Regions from separate parts of the Mus musculus genome. Here region 2 is linked to region 1. A link is a contact called in public Hi-C data. All regions are on one chromosome and are shown on one strand. The core of a region is the stretch at or near the end of the contact, and the rest is flanking DNA. Distances in the headings are between cores, read along the strand shown. Region 1 has its middle 550 kb from the start of Gm20125. Region 2 overlaps Gm20125 (predicted gene, 20125).

Region 1 (7,440 bases), core at 1,272-3,771:
TGCATTTTATAGATAGGAGTTTGAAAATAACATTCAATAAAAAGTTTAATTACATATGTGAATATAAACCATTTTAAGTAGTTTATTTATCTTAGGAAATTTCATGGTTTTAATTGTGTATTTTATCAAGATCAATGCATTATTAGGACATGGGGGGATGGCAGTAATGAGATCATTAAAAGAAGATTTCTGTCACTCCCATGAGCACCTATTTTCCATGTATCTGAGTTGAGAACTTATAATAAAGAATAAACATTTATTTATTGCTTTGTTCTTTATAAACATATAAATCTGCATATTTAGGAAAAAAATCTTCTCTAGTAGATTAAATAACCTCAATAATAGATCCATTCATTACAAAAATAGTAGTCTGAACTGTTTGATGAAAAAAATACATAGAAATATTGATTTAAGACAATAGCTATTGGTAGATGTCCAACACAAAACAAACTAAATGGCATTTTTTTGTCTTGAGGTTTTTTATCTTTAAATGCACTGGTCTATTGTCGTATGTGTTATAGCTTTTCGTCCAGGTATATGTTTTTCTGGGATTTTTGTGTGTTTAAATGAGTGTTTCTCTGCAGCTGGGTGTGTGACTTGAACTTTCTCTTTAGTTGTTTGTCTTTGAATTGTTTGTTTGTTTTTGTGATTGATTTGTCCTATTCTAGTATGCTTGCTTTTCTCTAAATTAGTCCTTAATTTTATAAAATAGGCTCCGTTGAATGCATATCTTAATACTTCCGATAAACCAGGCAGAATGAAAATGGTTGATCATTTTACTTCTCGGTGTAACAAAATGTATATGAATATGTTACAGTCATTGTCATTTAATAACTAAAAAACAAAACAAATCAAATCTCACCTCAAAGAGAAAAACAAAATGTTCTTTCTGAAAACAAATATGAATGGACCATGACCTGAGACAAAGAGAAAAAAAAAGATTCAGGTTACATACAAGTCTATTTTCTGTGTTGTAACAGCCTCTTGAGTTTTCTATAGTAATAACACGAATAAAGACTTAAACAACACACTTTAAAAAATGTAAAAAAGTGGGGGTTAAAGCAAAGTTGGAATATATTTGTTAAAAGTCCCAGGTGCTTTTGGAGGCATTCTTAGTCTTTGGGTTTGGAGAAGCTAGGATCCCAAACTATTTACCCAATAGTCACAAGAATTTTAGGTCATACCAAAGGTAAACCCTTGATCACTACTCAAAAAAACTAAAGAAAATACCCTAAGATAGTTTGTCTTAGGACCTGGAAATCTGCCAAGTCTCCACAATCAGTGAAGTTCTAATCGCTTAATCAGAATTATAGAATGTGAATGCTTTATTCTTTTTCTCTCTTTTTTGTTTTTTTCTGGAAACTTCAGTTAATACATTCAACATTCATTATGCAGCCTATTCTGAAAAGTGATTTATCCTAGAGAATAAGAAGCAGTTTAGTCTCAGACTAGCTGTAGCTCAGGGGCAGGCTGCCAGAAAATCAAAAGTCACTGACGCCATTTTGGTCATCATAGAGCAAAATTCACAGATTCCAGAACGCTGACTTTGAGGACGAAGTGTGATTTATAGGATTTCAGATGGAATGTTAGGAGAAGAAAAGCCAGAACCCCTGCAGAGAATGGGTGGGTCCTCAGAAATGGGACAGGGGCAAAGAATAATCTCAGAGTGTTTCATATAAATGACTTACTGTAGACCTAGGGTAGCATGGATTTTGGGATGCTCTGTTCCATCTGGTTGGCCACTAGGTATATGAGTGCCTTCAGCTCTGGGTATGTTATCACATGCTTTTTCTAGTCAGGGTTCTCTGGATTCTCTTTTAAGGCAAGGGAATTAACAAACACGACCACCCTTTTTATATCCCAGGCCTTTAGCAAGGACAGACTTGTCAAGAGGACCAGTGGTTTCTGGCTTCTAGCCAAGGATAAGGGTCAAAAGTCGAAACTGTTCTCCTTTAGTGTACCAACATAAAAACTAACCACCTTTCCAGTTTCTATATCTATTCTCATCACGATTCTCTACCAAGTATTTAATCTTCCTTAAGGACCGTTTGTAAAGCATTTATTATTACCAAGAAGGTCGCATAAGCAAGAAGTGCCTTATAGGTTGGTAGATGCTTTTAAAGACACAAACTGTTGGGGAAAGGATTTACATCTAGCTTGTCTAAGACTATTAGGACATACTGAGGATCCTTCCTGACTTGAGATATGTAAACAGAACTCCATAGTTCAGTGTTAACAGTGGGAATGCATGAATCCTCTCTTTGACACATGTTTGGGTTTTTAACCTAAATATAATAGACAACTATTTTTGAACTTCTAGAAACTATTTGTGGAGAAAGGTTCTGTTTGGTATTGCAAAGCCCCAGGCAACTGCAATTTACCAGGACTGCTCTCCCTGGCATCCTCAATTCCCTGAATAAGACACTGTGTGAAATTCCAACCTCATTAAGTCTGCTGTTTAGCTGCTCTCGCTGCAGCCTCAGAGAATCTGCTCTGGGTCAGCCTCCTGCTTGTGAAACCATTTAAGGCAAACAACATGCCTGAACCATGAGGTGTAATATAATACCAAAGTCAGACAGCCACATTCTTTACTACTTAAGTAAATTTCAACATTCTTTGCTGATCAAACTAAGTGCTTGTTCTGTTTTGATTTGGTGGAATCATTTAGAGAAAATGTTGTTTCTTCAAGATTATTATAAGGTATTTGGGGATATATAGTTTAGAGTAAAAAAATAGTTTGTATTTTTTTTAAAAATTACTAAACTTTACAATAGGATACAAATTAGATCTTGCATGATTCTACTAGGTAAAATGTTCAGCTGAATTCTGTAAAGAAAATTGTTTGAAGACTGAGCAAATTAATCAAAATATTTTTTTCTACATTCTGACTTCAGAGGAGATGACTTATACTAGAAATAGACTCTAAAAGAGCCTAGGAAGAATTGAAATGTGTTTCTGAGGAATGAGTGTGTGTGTGTGTGTGTGTGTGTGTGTGTGTTGGGCCATCTTAAGTTAAGAACAAGATGGAAAATATGTCTCCTGGAATTGAGACCATATTCTCATTTCATATAATTTGACAGTTTTTGTATGGCAGGAATCACTATTTTTTTCTCCTACCTCAGTGACAGTCTTAAAACCCTCACTGACCTAGATGGGAAAGATTTTATGGCCCATTACCAAAGCCTTCAGTCATCCCACTAGGGCTTGTGACCAAACTGCTTTTTCAATACCAAAAATAGACTCTGTAGCTAAAAGGTTTGAGATATACCTGATGAAGGTAGTGATAAGGGTCAGTGTGATATGACTTGGCGGATTCTCTGCAAGGATCTGCAAAATATGCTATAACTGCATTTATGTCAATGAAGCATTCTTAAGCTCAAAGAGTAGTTAATTTAACATCTATTAGCATGTGAAAGAAAATGGTGAATTCTTAGAAAATATGTCTAAAGCTATTTAAAGTTTGTGGGTTTTCAAAAAATCAATTATTTCCAACATTTGAGAATTTTTCTAGTGTAACTAAAGTGAAAGACATTCATGGTTTTGTTATATATGTTAACACATAAAAATCATGCCAAATGAATAAGAAATTTTAAAAAGAAGCAAATAAATCCAGGGTTCCCTCTCTCTCTCTCTCTCTCTCACCCACCCACACACACCTACACACACATACACACACACATGCACATCCCAATATTTTGGCGTGTGTCATTAAAAATTATCAAAATGTATTTCTAAAAACAGGATGTGTTTGTATATAAAATGAGAGAAGGATGATTTTCTAATATGAACACGATTTGCTTTTTGTCTTTGTTATGTTTATATTTTAAAATATCCGTTTAAGGAAACAATAATAATAGGTATAAAACTCTATAAATTTTGTAAAGATAAACTTTAGTTGTTGACTTGGCTAGATGAACTAGCTAGAAACTGTTGAAATATTACCTTGGGTGTATCATCTGCAAGAGTGTCAAGACAGTGTTGTGTGAAGACCACCACTCAACACATACAGTCAATATCTGGCCAGCTAGGGAACTGGGAATGGTAAAGAAATGCAGGAGTCATACACAATAATTCTTTGCTCTCATGCATAATTCATAGACTTCCTCCTTTTGTTCTTGGACACTAGAACTGTCTGCTTTCTGAAGGGTGAGAATCTAGGATGTGCTTCAGTGAGGTTCTAGGTTGTCGTCAGTCTGCAACTTTAAACTGAGAATTTATTGGTTCTACTTATATGTTCCTCTGGCCTTAGTGGTCAGACTTCCACTAAGTTACACTTCTAGCACCCCATGTTCTGCAGCTAATAAGACATATATGGTACGATTTCAGAGCCATCATAATAATGAAAGATAATCCAACTACAATATTCCTTCTTGTATGTGTGTCCACTCTCTGTCAAGGGCGCATGGTCTAATATAATATCACATGATCTCCAAACAATTTTCAATAACTGAGTTACGATAGATATTAATGGACCACAGAATGTATAGGAGAAGAAAAGCTTCAAATAATAAATTTATAAAAGGTTATCAATTATTAAAACATTTTAGAAAATATTTTCTAGGGGAATAATGAATGACATAAAAGTTTACACAAAGACACACACATACACAATGTAATGTTTGTTCTTTAGTGAAATTATGAAGACTAGTTTCCAAATGTCTAATTTTTAAAAAGACAAAGAAGAAAATATTTAGATATTTAGTATTTCTTTTCTCTTACTGTTATAACCAGATAGAGTATAGCCATTGAATGATCACTGGTAAAATTATTCATTTATTTAGTTTTTACTTTTTCATGATGCTTACTTAAAACATAAGCTCATGGTTGAGTTTAGATTTCATAAATTAAAATGATCATTTGTATGATCAATCATCATACAAATGAATAAGATCAGTATAATTCCATTGTGTATAATGGTTGTAAAGAAAATAAATGAACCCACTTTACATAAAAGAAACAGTACATAACAATCTGAAGGATGTTTCTAAGGAAATAAAATTGGAAACACTTAATAAATTGTCATATGGCCATGTGAGCACTTCTTATTATAAAATGGAAATGAGGGATGTGGTTTCTACGGTCAATGTTTATTTCTGGTGTCATGTCCATAATATCAAGTAAACATCAGGACAAAATGGCAACTAACAGATTGGAAAAAGATCTTTACCAACCTGACATCTGATAGATGGCTAATATCCAATATATACAAAGAACTCAAGAAGTTAGACGGGAAAGAATCAAGTAACCCTATTTAAAAATTATACAGAGCTAAACAAAGAATTCTCAACTGAGGAATATTGAATGGCCGAGAAGCACCTAAAGAAATGTTCAACATCCTTAGTCATCAGGGAAATGCAAATCAAAACAACCCTGAGATTCCACCTCACACCAGTCAGAATGGCTAAGATCAAAAACTCAGGTGACAGCAGATGCTGTTGAGGATGTGGAGAAAGAGGAACACTCCTAGACTGCTGGTGGGATTGCAAGCTTGTACCACCACTCTGGAAATCAGTCTGGCAGTTTTTCAGAAAATGTAATACCTGAGTACCCAGCTATACCACTCCTGCACATATACCCAAAAGATGTTCCAATATATAACAAGGACACATGCTTCACTATGTTTATATCAGCATTATATATAATAGCCAGAAGCTGGAAAGAACCCAGATGTCCTTCAACAAAGGAATAGATACAGAAAATGTGGTACTTTTACACAACGGAGTACTACTCAGCTATTAAAAACAATGACTTCATAAAATTCTTAGGCATATGAATGGAATTAGAAAATATCATCCTGAATGAGGTAACCCAGTCATAACGAAGGAGAGGCCCTTGATCCTGGGATGGCTCTATGCCCCAGTGTAGGGGAATACCAGAGCAGGGAGTCAGGATTGGATGGGTGGGTGGGAGAGCACCATCATAGAAGCAGGGAAAGGGAGGATGGGATAGGGGATTTACGAAGGGGAGACCAGGAAAGGAGATGTATTAGTTAGTGTTTACTACTGTGAACAGACACCATGACCAAGGCAAGTCTTATAAAAAACAACATTTAATCGGGACTGGCTTACAGGTTCAGAGGTTCAGTCCATTATCGTTAAGGTGAGAGTATGGCAGCATCCAGGCAGGCATGGCACAGGCAAAAGCTGAGAGTTCTATGTCTTCATCCAAAGGCTACTAGTAGAAAATTGACTTCCAGGCAACTAGGGTGAGGATCTTAAGCCCACACCCACAGTGACACACCTACTTCAACCAGGTCACATCTATTCCAACAAGGCCACACCTCCAAATGGTGCCACTCCCTGGTCCAAGAATATACAAGCCATCACAGGAGATAACATTTGAACTGTAAATAAAGAAAATATCTAATAAAAAATACAACAGTAAAATTTGAGCTTCTAGAACAAAACAGAAACTTTGTTTATATGTATGAAAGCATATTTTCAAACCATCATGAACATACCTGTATTTAGACTATAAAATTATAGAAGCCACAGAAACAAAGAGCAGAAAAGTGGGTAACAGGGTCTGGTAGGGAAAGAAAATGAGACACTGATCAAATCTTCAATTATGAGATTAACTCGTACCAGAGACCAAATGGACAGCATGGTGATTTTGATTCATAACAAGTTTGCACACTTGAAATTTGCAAAAGGAAAGATTTAAAGTGTTACCACCAAAAAATCTTAAAGGGTACTTACTTGGTGAAAGACTGATATGTGGATTTATTTACTATTGGTAATCATTTCATTAGGTCTGAGTATATTTTTAAAAGCTCATATATCTTTGATATGGCAGAGTTTTATTTATTGATCATACCTCAATACACTAGAAAAATTCTACAGCTTTCATGTACTTTCATTAGAAATCTTCATTATATTCTGCTAGTTATAACACTGAACTTGTAAAAAAGATGGTGACTAGGCATTATTAATAGACAGATGATAAATAAATAGGAAAGATAAGTAGACTGATAGATGATGATGGTGATAGATAAGAGTAAGTTGATCAATAGACACACAGATATGCCAGCCATGGATAAATAAATTATACTTCTACTCCCTATTCATATATTTTAGCAGCTTCTATAGGTTTTCATAGACACCTCAGTAACCACAGGTTTTGCACACAAAAATGTCCTAATACAAACATTAGCTTTAGCTTTACAGTCTACTACCATTGAATAATTTTCTTATGCTATATGCCTAGGCATTGTTATTATATAATTATGCATGATTCTTTTAGAATAGACTCATTACTACTCTACTTGGGACAAGTTCAATAACCATTAAAAACACTCAACAAACATGCATGTGGCACTGGAGGAAAAATCTGCAAGCAATTTGACAACAACAAAAGAAATGTCAGAATAAAAATATTTTTTGAAAATAGGATTTTGGATTACCATAGACTGTACAAAACTAACACAACCACTGGACATTC
Region 2 (7,440 bases), core at 3,245-5,744, 490 kb after region 1:
ATAAATTAGACATGGAGAAAAAGAAGAGAGATAGAGATAGACAGAGATAGAGACACATCAGGGCCTCAGGTACCCTTTTGCTATTGAGTTCAACTTTGAGATTGCCGACTTGGGATGGACATGGAGTAGCCTGCTAAAACCTTACTTCCCACCTATATTTTACAATTCCTCAGAGAAATATCAGGCCATACATGTACTAATAGCTACATTTTTTCCATACTCGTAGTAATACTAAGATTCTATTAACATCCGTTCTCTTATGTTTTCCCAGTAAGACCCCATGAAATACATAATTCATTTCACCCTGCTGACCAGTGACCTAGTTAAAAACGAGGACAAATGTTTGGTTTTCTGTCCTTTGATGGCTTATCTTGTTTATCAGCTCTCATATGCCACTCTGATTAACTGCCAAATAATTATAATAATGGTAATAATAACAATAAAAATAATAAACTTTCAATCTGGTTGATAAACTATGTTCAATAATGGTGCTAGCTTCCTTCATTAGCTTTTATTCTACATGAAAAATGCTAAATAACACACTGACCTTTAAAAAGCAAGCCAAAGGATACATCAGGAAGTTCAGAGAGGCTCAGTTTCCGAAGCTATCTTTAGCCTCTAAATTCATTCTCGACCTAACATAGCTTATAATCACATTCATTTGTCCTTGCTTTGATAGTTGTAGCAGGCATGTGTCTTTTATAAGCTTCCTCAAATATTTTTGGAGCAAAGTGGGGTTATAAATCCAAGGGCAGTTTACTCATGCCCGAGTGCATTAAGAGTTAAAACACTGTAATTGCATCTTTACATGCAATGAATAAAGACGTAGCATGGAAGGAAGAAGGAATAATGAATGATGACAAAGGGTGGTTTTGAAGCTCAGATCTATTTTGGGGAACACAGAGATGAGCAGCTTGATCATCTGAACTTGCAAAGGGCAGAACATCAAGGTTATCATCTTCGCTGTTGGGAAAATGATTGCACAAGCTTTAGTAAGTGGCCCAGAGCAGGATCTGTGTTCAATGACTCATCTGAGAGGTGGCCCTTCCATTAGCTCCACAACTATAATAGTGAGACATCCATTTAATTCTGACTCACACTGTTAAATGCCATACACTGAATCACCAATCCTACTACATAAAGCGCCTGGCTTAAATGTCTCTATGAAATACTTATCCAGGCTGAAAAATATCCTCTGGGGCCTGAGAGGCACTAGACACTGTGGTTACAGCTAGTTGCCTTGGAAGTCACAAATGAGTTCAAGTTCACTGTCTTCCTGGATGCAAGATAAAGCCCAAATTGTCAGCACATTTTATATCCTTAGGGTGCTTTATGATCCTGCTTATACCTTTATTGTGTGTAATAAAATTTCTCAATAATCCTGTTTCTAGTAATTCTTACTTTTAAAAATATTTCTCTTGAGCTGAATGTTATCTTCCTATTTATGTTGTTTTCCAAAGGGGTGTTCTATATACAGGGGAAAAAAAGACATGCTACAAGGACCTTCAAATGAAATGTATTCACTAACTGTCCAGATGTTCACTTGGGTGTATGCATCATATAAATCTAAACTGATGAGAACAGTAATGGCCCAGCACAGTCTGTCTTACTTGGTGAACTCTGAGAGGAGAAAAATAAAAAATGTGCTGTTTTTGGAAGTTATGAATTTTAACAACTCAAGAAAAGAAAACACTTTTTGAATTTTATTGCTTTGATTTTGTGGACAATAAAGTTGACTTCCCACAGTGGTTTTCTTCCTATGTAACAGAAAACTTCATCTCTGCTTCAAAAATCAGATCCAAAGGTTTGCTCAATGATAAGGCTACGCTTGTAAAAAAAAATACCATAGCCCCAGAATACATTTAACAATATGACCACATGTTTTGTTACTTTTTTTTAATCCTCTAATAGATATATACGTCTTGGCATTTGCTCCCACACATCTCAAATGTGGGCAGATGGGAAAATCTCTGCTTCTTCCACATCCGAGATTTTACATAACATTATAGAAAACACCATGATGCACAGCTTCAGTTACTATGTGATGACAGATTAGCAAAATTAATCCAAACAAGGCACAGCCTCAACACGCCACAAAACTATTGAACCTGGGTTATCCAACTAGCTACTTATTCTGGTCAATAACTCTAAGTAGGAGTTCTCAGAGTTCATGCAGGAAGAGCAAATGGTGTTGACATTACACAGTGCTGGTCTTGTCTAACTTTTTGTTATTGTGACAGGAAATAGTCCTCTATAAAAGTGTTGGGTCACATTCATATATGTGTTAACTATGGCAGATGTGTGTTGAAGGCAACAGGTAGCACATTTCGTATGTAAAACATTTACCTTTCTTTATAGCACCTAAAGTGAAGAAACTCTGAAATCCTACACATACACTTGGAAGGACCTTAGATTTTTACCTTTGAAATATGTGTTGTCAACAAAGATATGGTACCTGGCCACCTTTCCCTGAAGCATAGCATTTTCTCTTTGTGAGTTTGAATGAGATGCTTGATCCTATACATTCAACTGCTTGAGTCATTTCTGCAGTAGGAGCCAAAGTTAATACCTGTTTGTTACCCACAATACACTAGTGCTAAGATATAGCTACCATATCCAAAATAGACGAATATTTCCAGAGATCATTATACATCATTAACAGCAACCACTAATTATTTCTACCTTCTGTTAATCACAAAACTTAGCTCTCTTGAGAGCATCAATGCATCCTGGTCTTATTCTCCTTGAGCATCTACAGTTATCATTTTTCCAACAGTTTTATAATTTTGGATATAAAAAGGAATAGCATCTATTAGAAAATTCCCTAGTGTGTATTTTTTTTTTAAACAAAGGCCTGAAAGAAAACTGGGACTATAGCCTTCTCTAGTCACAGTCTGTCCTGACCTATGTATTTGCCTTTGGCCACATCATACCCAGTTTTCTAAGGAACCTCTCTTAAGTTGTTCTTTTATAATTCTACTCCTCTCTGGCACCATCATGACTCTCTCAAACACAAGGCCAAATCAAGCATCTATTTCTTTCCTAACATTTCTACATTTCTTAATATGGTTCCCTCAGAAGACTGGTGAAAAGCAATTACTTCAACAGAACTAGAAACAGAGATTCTTCGTGGTACCGAAGAACAGCTTGGAATTTTCTTGGCTCAAGTGGGAGCATCAAGTTCAGCATTTGCAAGAATAAACATTCTTTTCCACAGAGTGCATTTGGTGTCATAACTTGGCTTAATTCAGGGAATTACCCAAATGAAAGGGCCACTCTGTGTTTTCATGCGCTGCCAAATTAGTACAATCATTTAAAATGTTAAATAAGAATTTTTGAAAGATTTCCTGGAACCACTGAAATAAATACCTTGAAAGGCTAGGGTTTATAATTTATCTTGTGGTGCTAATGCTAAGAATGTGGTTATAAACTGGCACAATAAAATTTTCCTGGATGAGGATTCACATCTTTGGGACAGTTTCAAAGGGGACTGCCCAAAGACAAAAAAAAAAAAAAAACATGAACAGCTAAGGCTATCCAGCTCAATTGCAGGGTGTGTTGGGGTCTCCTCATCTACTGCAGAAGCATTACATCCATCCGATCGTGGGATGCAAATCTCCTTTCCAGGACCACAGGCCAAAGAGCATCCTTATTACTTATAACTAAAGACCTCTTCAGGGGTTGCCCATCTCTGATGACATCAGGGCTCTTCTGAGTCTAAGTGAGCCTTCCTAGCAACTTCTCAAGTTCTTCACACTTCAACTTAGTAGACAGGTGAATAATTTGGGCATTTTATTTGAGTGCCCTCGTCTCCATGGCCCTTGAGTAGTATTTTGACTAGTTGATTCCCAGATTTGCTTTTCAAGAGCTTCCCACCATTTTCTTCTGACAAATCTTCTTATACAGTGATTTATTACTTAAGCAAAACTCACTAGTACTCATTCCTCATGGAGTAAGAAACTGGCCACCAAATGCTCAGGTTTACTTATGATGATAACAGACATGTTTATCATCTCGTGTTAACAGCTTCCTGTTTGCAAGGTAACATCCTGTTTACAATGAGGAAAGCTGCCAGTATGCCTATGACCTCACTCCCATGAGTAAGGCAGTGATTCAGTGAGTTTCTTGCAAATTTTTGAAGAAAATGTTTTGTCTCCCTCCCGTCAACTGGCCAACATCATCCTTTTTGGTCCAGAGATCCCTCTACATACCTCCAGGGGCAAAGCTAGGACCATTTGCAATCTGGCCCTATAAATATTTAATAAAGACGTTGAGAGGAGAATGCCTAGAGATCCATCTGGTAAACTGCTGGAGACAAACCAGACATTGTGAATTAACTACAGAATAAGCCCATTATGTTGTCAGGGTTCGATAGCGGGCCAGAGAGATGCAGCTGATCCCACGTTTCAAGTGGAGGAACACTCTTATGGGAGTGAAGCAGGCACACAAGTGGAGGAACACTCTTATGGGAGTGAAGCAGGCACACGCGGAAGAATATCAAGTCTGCAACCACATGAAGCTAATTCCTCATGCAAATCAGTTGATGAAAGTCGGAGCACTCTGAAACAACACAGCTAACTGCAAGAACCTGCAGTTTTTAGCTAAGCCTGAGTGCTCTAGGTCTGGTTCCAGTTGCTATCCCTCAGGATCCAAAAAAAAAAAAAAAAAAAAAAAAACGATGCCAGGAGAAACACAGAAAGTACAAACGTGACGAGCTTGTGTTCTTTGGTTGCCATTCAGCTCTGAACTTTGTAAAACTGAATTTCAAGATAATCGTAGAAGCCAAATACTCAACCACAAACCAAACCACTGACATGCTTTCTGTCATGTGATGAAAGATACTACTTGTGTTTCAGAGAACAGAAAGTTATCAGAAATTCTGAAAAATGACTAATGGTTCAGGAAAAGTAGATGTGCCCTGGCTAAAGCACACACAGCTCTATTGATATGGTGAGTGATGAGGAACAACTGACTTTAGAGCTTTCACAGTTTCTCTCTTATATCTCCTTCTGGAAAAATTAAAATAAATGAATAAACTTGTGAAAAGTGCAAAGTTCTGCACAACAGATAACACTCATTTCTCCCTTTCATGAGTTTCTTCTACCCATACTCACAAATGTGGGGAAGAAAATTTCTTCAACTCAGTTCCCATAGTTTCAAAGATTGTGTCCTCTATCCCTCCTACTTTGTACCTAGCCTGTGACCCCAACAACCCTGCCTTTTAGACATGAAAGGGCATCTATTCCAAGAACCCCTTTAAGGCAGTTTCCTTAAGGGTGAGATATTAGACAAAATAGTGTTTGACTCTGAGAAAATAAAGCCATGACTCAAAGGTCAGGATGCACTCAAATGCATAATCCCTGAAGAATTGTCCTCTCCTCCTATTCCCTAGCCTCAACTTCCAATGTACACAGACTCAGAGTCAGAAATATGCATACATCATACATGAACAAATACACGTATGTGAACATACAGTCCCACTGACATGAATAAAAGCTTCCTAGGGGCTTCAGGTAAAGACAGGGACTCTAGTTACCTCTGGTATATTTCAAAGCAGCAGATGCGTGTACCCAGAGTGTCATACTTTCTCTGCTTTTTTCATATAAGCCTAGCCAAAGAATCGCCAGTAAATAATATATTAGCATCTCCTCAAGACTAAACCCATCATTTTACTGTATTAAAATAGAACAGTAGCCCAGTGGGAAAGGAACAGAATAAGGATCCCTATATCAAGATCACCTGTGTTGCTGTTTGATCCCTTTGTACATTTAAACTTGCCTACCTGAAGATTTATTGTTTTTGTACTATAAAGAGAAACATTTGCATTATTATAAAATATTGCATAGTTGGGAGAAATAGCTTAGTAGATTAGAGCAAGACCTGAAACTACTTCCTAGCACACATGTCTGGCATCTCACAGCTCTCTGTAACTCCAGATCTAGGGAATCTGATGCCACATACTGGCACTCGAACACTGAGGCACACACTTAAATATAAATAAAAAGGAACATTCTAAAAATATTACACCTTTCAGTTATGGAAGAAATTTTAGAAAGCAAGTCCAGAAGATAAGAGCTGATCACATTGGCAGAATGAATTCCTGCACCTGACAGCACATTTTCATTTCCTGGGCACACAGGCATTTAAATAGAAGCACAACCTTAACACATTACAATTTCAGGTTTTTCCTAAGGACTTAATGGAATAACTAAGGTACAGGATCCAGGTTTTTGGATGTAAATATGTGAATGTATTTCACTATAATAAAAGATTATTTTACAATCATTATAATGCATGTGTGTGGATAGTAAGGCAGAGACATAAGGAGGCTATTTCACATCACTAGACCTGGTCTGTCCCTTACAAGGAAACAGGAAATCAGAAAATCAACTTCTTAGGTGTTTTCTCATCCAAGCCTGTGGTTGTTACTCTTCTCCTGCTATGATAAACTGCCATGACCAAAAGTAACATATGGAAGATGGGATTTATAATGGCTTATGGCTCCAGAGAAAGAGTTAGTAATGATATGGGAAACATGGCAGCCCGAAAGCTGAGAGGGAGGATATTAATCCACAAAAACAAAATAGAGAGAGAAAACCGGAAATGTGGTAAGGCTATAAACACACAGAGTCGGTGTTGCAACACACCCCAGTGATATCTCCCATCCAGCAAGGGTATATATACATCCTAAATGTTCCATAATACACCCAAACAGTACCACCAACTGAAAGCCATATGTTCACAATATGTGGGCCTGTTGGAGACATTTCTTATTAAAACCACAATGCCTAAAAGGTCATAGGATTGATTATTTTACTTAGATTTCAGATTTCAGGAAACAGGGCATCAATAGCTATCTACACAACTTACAAAATCAAGCTAGAGATAAACATAGTAAACCAGAGAATAGCTACCAACAGGACTACACACCATGAATTGTAGCTTCACTAGCCCTACCTCACATTGCCCTCCAATCCTAGGGCACTGAGGTAGGAATAAGAGTATCACAGAGTTACAGCTGTGAGAGGAAGAGCTGGGATGACCATAGATATCCAACATTTGCACATCATAAATGAGAAAATTAATCTACAGACTTCACGCCATTCTTAAGGTTTCACAGCAATTTTATATCCAAGTCTAAACTGAAAAATGTAGTTCCTAAAAGTCAGGCTTTGTGATCGTCACATACAAAGCACGGGATTCAGGCCAGCAGCACCAAGAACTGATTGGAAACACAAACTCCCAAAGCTTATTCGCTCCTCCCACCATTTCTCTCAGTTTTCAAAGAATCAGAACCACCCAGCAATATATTTGTGGTGTGTCTGTGCTGGTGTGTTTCCATATAAATGGGGAAATATTTATTTAAGATAATTAGCTGACAACTTTCTTGCTCATAGGGAAGATTAGTGAACTCGAAACCCAGCAGAGTTCCCAGGTTTT

Evidence for each region. A called contact is a pair of places that touch in the nucleus more often than the background predicts.
Region 2: a contact with region 1 is called in a Hi-C map of the C2C12 cell line, with 2.8 times the contacts expected there. The contact joins two enhancer-like sites.

The regions. Positions count from the first base shown.
Region 1 is chr10:16,543,165-16,550,604 of GRCm38.p6, forward strand. No RefSeq gene overlaps it. Among named protein-coding and RNA genes, the nearest start is that of Gm20125, 550 kb to the right of the region's middle. Within about 2 kb of position 2,522, at least 82 of the 459 cell types and tissues checked have an H3K27ac peak or open chromatin away from gene starts, as enhancers often do. A contact at or near this core is called in the C2C12 cell line, where this site is marked.
Region 2 is chr10:17,034,062-17,041,501 of GRCm38.p6, forward strand. The region is part of intron 1 of Gm20125 (predicted gene, 20125); the gene reads right to left. Among named protein-coding and RNA genes, the nearest start is that of Gm20125, 58 kb to the right of the region's middle. Within about 2 kb of position 4,495, at least 26 of the 459 cell types and tissues checked have an H3K27ac peak or open chromatin away from gene starts, as enhancers often do. A contact at or near this core is called in the C2C12 cell line, where this site is marked.